Linked DNA regions of Sus scrofa: region 2 is linked to region 1. Evidence: chromatin contacts called from public promoter capture Hi-C data. All regions are on one chromosome and are shown on one strand. The core of a region is the stretch at or near the end of the contact, and the rest is flanking DNA. Distances in the headings are between cores, read along the strand shown.

Evidence for each region. Promoter capture Hi-C pulls out the DNA fragments that hold promoters and counts their contacts.
Region 2: a contact with region 1 is called in a promoter capture Hi-C map of fetal skeletal muscle, with 4 times the contacts expected there. The contact joins the promoter of ABCA7 here to the promoter of ATP5D in region 1. A contact is called at or near these places in 1 of 5 promoter capture datasets (fetal skeletal muscle), 4 of 47 Hi-C or Micro-C datasets (heart right ventricle, liver, skeletal muscle and 1 more) and 2 of 2 datasets of contacts at active chromatin or transcription factors (alveolar macrophages and skeletal muscle).

Annotation. Positions count from the first base shown.
Region 1 is chr2:77,217,985-77,220,684 of Sscrofa11.1, forward strand. It overlaps ATP5D (ATP synthase subunit delta, mitochondrial), which reads right to left and starts at 1,317. Exons shown (of 5, transcript XM_003122991.5): 1 at 521-1,317. The coding sequence starts at 661.
Region 2 is chr2:77,374,015-77,376,714 of Sscrofa11.1, forward strand. It overlaps ABCA7 (ATP-binding cassette sub-family A member 7), which reads right to left and starts at 1,335. Exons shown (of 47, transcript XM_013994807.2): 1 at 1,191-1,335; 2 at 1-156. CNN2 (calponin-2) reads right to left here. Exons shown (of 8, transcript XM_003353959.3): 8 at 2,006-2,700.

The DNA of each region.
Region 1 (2,700 bases), core at 67-2,566:
TGGAGGAATAGCGGTCAGTCACTCCCTAAATTCAAACAACTGGGGCAGGGCTGAGGGATGATGGAGATACAGAGGCAGCTGTGCTGCGGCCTATGCTCGAAACATAGCGGGTTCTCGAGCAAGACTGCAGTATCTTTACCTATTAGGGAAGAAAATCCAGCCACCTTAACCTCCGTTCAAAGAAATGATGTTAAGGCAGAAACCGAGGGCCACCCCAGGAGAATACAGAAGCGGTGAATTTGAACAAAGTGCCCAGGGGCTCAGATTCTGAACAGCGTGGGAAAGGTACACGCTAGGCACACATGGAAAAGGGAGGCTGAGGAGCGGATCCCGAACCACACGGAAAAGGAGCATCTGGGGAACAGGGACCGCTGAAGTTTGGAGACTATGATACCGGACCACACAGGGTTGAAGTGCGGGTCCGGAACGGGGGTCGCTGACCTGAGGGTTGGGGCCAAACGGGGTAGGAGTGCGGGTGCGGGGTCCGGAAAGGTGTCTGGAGCCCGGGGGACGTTCGAACCTGAGTGGGTGAGGCGAAGGTGAAGGACATCTGCCCTGGGCCTGCTGCAGAGGCCGGGGCGGCGGCGGCCTCGGCGTAGGCGCGAGCCTGGCGCACGACTCGGCCAAGACCCGAGCGGCGGAGCAGAGTAGCGGGCAACATGGCTGAGGGTGGAGGGCGGATAGCAGAGCTGCGGCGGGGAGATTCCCGGCTGGAAGCAAGCGGCCTGGAGGGCGAGGAGGACGACGCGCGTAGACTTATGGGACAGGAATCCGCCGAGGGCGCACGCGCAAACTACGACTCCCGGAGCGCAGCCCGCCACGTTATTGGCCACGCCCCGCCTGGGCACGCGGCAAGCTGGGGGTTGTAGTTTCCTTCCGGCCAGCGCCCCCAGTCCGGTGGTCCGGTGGAAGAGGGAGGCTCAATTACATGGTTCTGCATGAGGAAGCGCAGAAGCCTACGTGGAGGAAACACTTGAGTCGAAGTTAAGATTCTGCGGGCGCTTACTTGATGTTAGGCGCAGCGGAGAGAGAGACACGGAACTATCAAGATTCTTGCACTAGTTTGGGGTGGTGAGGGCGCTTTACTGACACACCACATTACATAACCTCTACGTGGGAGTGCCCGTCCGGGTGCAGCAGAAAGGAATCTGTTGAGAACGCGAGTTCGATCCCTGGGTTTGATCAGTGGATCAGAGAGCAGGCACTGCTGTGAGCTGTGGTGTTGATCGCAGATGCGCTCGGTTCTGGCGTTGGCTGTGGCGCAGGCTGGCAGCTGTAGCTGGGATTCGACCCCTAGCCTATGGAACTTCCATATGCCCCGGGTGCAGCCTTAAAAAGCAAAAAATGAAAATAAAAATAGCCTCTACATTAAGAGGTGAAAATACTTAAAAAAAAAAAAAAAAGCAGAGTAGGGGGACTGGCCAGATTTGACTGTAGAAGGTGCAGGCGTCCCGGAGCGGCATCCCAAGCGAAGAGTCTAGCCCCGGCAAGCCAGCGGCGTGGGAACGAACATCTTGGCTGTAACCCCCAAGGGTGCCGGCAGAGGGCGCACGGTGCCCAGAGATGAGCTCCCTGCGGCCCCGCCCGCTTGACCACCGCCCCCACACGTTGCTGACGTTAGGGCGCGTGCGCGGGCGGCCCTGGGCTCCGCTGACGTCACCGCGGCCCGCGCAGTCTCGCTCACAGCGCTGACGTCACTGCCCCGCCCCCGCGCTCAAGCAGGTCTGCGTCCCGGGTTGGGCCCCAGCCCCCCACCTTGGGCTCTAGGAAAATGCGGAGTCCGGAGAGCTCCCCGGCTGAGGCCCACGTTGGGACGGGATGTGACTGAGGAGCGGACGGGTGCAAGGCGCTGGGGAAGTGTCACACCTGGGCCCATGGCTGGGCAGGTGCTGAGGCTGAAAGAGGTCCCCCCCCATGAGGGAGGGAGGCCCTGGGCACTCAGGGAGTTAGTCCCAGTCACCTCTCCTGGCCCTAGGCGTGTTTGCGCAGGGGAGAGAGTCCTGTGCCCTGCGAGACCTCCCTCAGTGCCCCAGACCCTATTGCAATGGAGGCCTCCTCCAGTCGGCTCCTCACACCCATCCATTGGACTTGCCTCTGATCCCCACTCCAGGATAGCCAAGGGGTGGGAGCACCCCCTGTTACTCAGGTCCCAAACTCTAAGTTATCTTGGAATTCTCCATTGGATCCATCGACAAGGCTCCTCCACCCAGTTCGGCCACTGTGGCTAAGTTTACTGGCCTGGAGGGCCTCAAGCTTCTCTCCTGGCCTCACATGGTGTCTTTTCTACACACAGCCAGAGGAACCATATCATACCTTATGGGAACCACGAGTGGCTTCCACTGCCCCTTCAATATGTCGATCTTCAGCCCACACCTTCTCAGACCTCAGAGATTTTGCACAAGCAGTTCCCACACACCTGGAGCCAACCTTCTCAGATATTTGTCCACTTGACTGCTCCTTGCCCTCCCTGGCAGTGTCACTCTTTCATCCACTGGACACACTCGGTCCTTCTAGGGTGCCTGCCCTTTGCTCTGCCTGGGGACTCAGCTATAAATGAACTCCTGCACTTAGAGGTCACTGCATAGTAGGAGCAGGGGTGAGTAGGGACAGAACACACTGGAGCAGATAACAGGCAGCGTTCAGGCAAGAAGCAAAGTGAAGCAGGGGTCAGGAGTGTGGGTTGGAGCTGCTTTTTTAGAA
Region 2 (2,700 bases), core at 85-2,584, 160 kb after region 1:
GCGTAGGCGCTTATTAAAGGAGCTCTCCTTTCTCCGGAGGGAATAGGGGTAAGCCAATAGGAGTCTTGCCCGAAGCCGTCCTCTTATCTGATTGGTTGCCGGGACTCACTCTCCCGCCCGGGCTGCGGCTGGCTTCGCTGCGGCGATCTATTAATCCTGCAGGGGGCGGAGCCTAGACTTAACTCTTTCCTCACCAGCCCCCACCCTGAGCCCCACTGAAGGGCTTCCAGCCGGGTCCTGTCCTCCAGCCTCATCTCTAAGCGAGGGAAGAGTTCCCTCCCACCCCCGGTCCCCGGTCCCCGGTCTTCCCCGATGATAATAGCAACGGGTATGTACTGTGCTGAGCATTTTACATGACAGGCTGGAAGAGGGGCCACCCTAGGCCCCCCCAGAGAGAGGTGACTCATCCAGCAGGAGGCACGGCCCCAGCTCCGCCCTCCCCTCCCTTATTCCTCGCTCAGAAGAAACACAAGATTCAGACTATGAATAAGGAGACGGGGCGGCGATGGAGGCTCCTGGAACCAGCGATTCCTGGTCCTGCCTGTCCCTTGCTTGGAACTGTCCAGCCTGGCCTTCTGCATCATTGTACAATGGGGAAACTGAGGCCGCCAGAGGTAGCAGGGAGTGGGCCCGAGGCCTCTGACCACCGCTCCAAGACTCTCCTTTCCGAGTGGCATCGGAGGGAGCGGCCTCAGTTTTTCTATTGATAAAATGGGGTAGAGAGCAGAGGGGCGTAGGAACCGAGAGAAGGGCTGCAGGTGTATGCTAGCAAAGCCCCTCTCAGGTGAGTCTAATGCTCCACCTTCCCTGTGAGAATTAGGGATTAGTTCTGCCGCCCCCAACACACTCCCCGGCAGGAAGTGAAGGCGAATGAGTCTGGATTAGGCTTGCACCTCTTAACTCCCACGGAATCTGCCTCTTCCCACCCATCTGCACCCTCGCATCTTTGCGTCTCAGGGCCTTTCCTGTCTCTCTCCGGTACCCTCGCACCGTTCCAGCCCCCAACACTTGCGGCTTCCCTCCGCCCGATAGAGGCTGAGGAGCGCGGTTCCTTTAAGAGGAAGTTCCCCCCTCCCCCCAACCTACCAGGGGCGCGGCTCCCCTGCAGCCTGCAGCCTCCTGCGCGAGATGCCGCGCCCGGACCCAGCCCGGCCCCGCCCCGCCCCGTCCTCTCCCATTGGCTTGTATACCCGCCATTCAGAGGCCGGATCAACAGGAGCCGCGCGCGCAGAGGGGGAAGACGAGGGTCAGAGCAGGGACGCGCTGAATCGGGTTTCTTAAAGGGATCGCTGGCTTCTTGCTGCATCACTGCGGGGAGGTGGGGCGCCTGGCTCACCCTAAGTGGGCTGGCCTGCGGACGCACCAGTTGGGCTGTCTTCTCTCGTTGCATAGCCGCCCGCAATACCGCAGCTCCTGTCTCCTGTCGCAGGAGGTTCCTTTCTCCCCACTCTACCCTGGAGGGCCCCAGCCCTAGCCAAACTTGCTCTAATGCCCTGAGACTCCACTTGGCCATCCCGAAAAAATGGGGGTTCAACTAAAGTCATCATTCGCTAATTCATTCATTCATTCCACAAACATTCCTTGGTCCCTACAGCGGGCCAGGTGACGGCAGAAGGTGGAGGGGCCCCCAACATTCTAAGATTAGACTCTTTGGTCATAATGGTCCCCCTGATTTTGAAGAAAACCTCCGGATGGTTCCCTCTCCAGGAAATTGGGTATGTTTCACAAGATCATGATGAAGATGAAACAAGTGTGAAGAGCTCTGAGCTCCGTGAAAGGAGGTGGTTTCTTGTTGGGACTTTGAGGATGAATAGGAGTATGCTAAAGAGGGAACTCCAGGCAGTGATTGCACAAGCAAAAAGCCTAGAGGCTGGATGAAGCCACATCTCCCCAGGCTGGTCCTGAGGATTTACTCAGAGGTTTGCCCTTTGCCCCCCTAGGGCCCCAGAAGGGATCCAAGCCACGTACCTCCCCCCAGGCTGTCTTGGACACCAACTCCTGCACCTTCATTTCCTAAAAAGAGGTTTTATTTCCTTTGGTCCACAGTCGGTATTTCACATTATTTCTTGATCCCAGAGCTCTGGGGCAGGGGCTGGTCCCAGGGAGGGCCTCCAGGAGGGGGTCCCTGTGCAGTACTTGGTGGGGGGGTGGAATCAGGTATTGGGAGGGGTCTGGCTTTGCCTCAGTTACTCAGAACTCCACTGTCCTCTCTGGGCCTCAGTGTCCCCACTGGGCACCTGGGAGGGCTAGAGTTGGTGGTCTAAGGATCCTAGGGAAATCTAGTACATCATAAGGCCTAAAATATTTGGGGACTATGGCCTGGCCTTCTCCCAGAGGACCTACTTCCTTCCTAACACCTCCCCCACCCCCCTGAAAAAAAAGTATTTTCATTTCACTAAAACTACCTGAAACTTGTATGGGTATAGAAACCACAAACTGATCAGCAGAGAAAAGAGAAGAGGGGAAGAAGCAACCGGAAACCACTGGGGGCCAGACCCCTCCCTACCTGGGTTTCTTCTCCCTGCCCCACAGTTTGGCCCAAAGCCTGACCCCCAGCCCATATGCAACTGGACAAGGCCTTCCCCTCTTCCCCCAAGACCCTCAGCTGGTAGCATTCAGCTATGTAGAAAAACAAGACAAAAACATGGAAAAACCCCAAAACCCACATGGGGCAATGGGGGGGGAAGAGCTTGCAGAAGC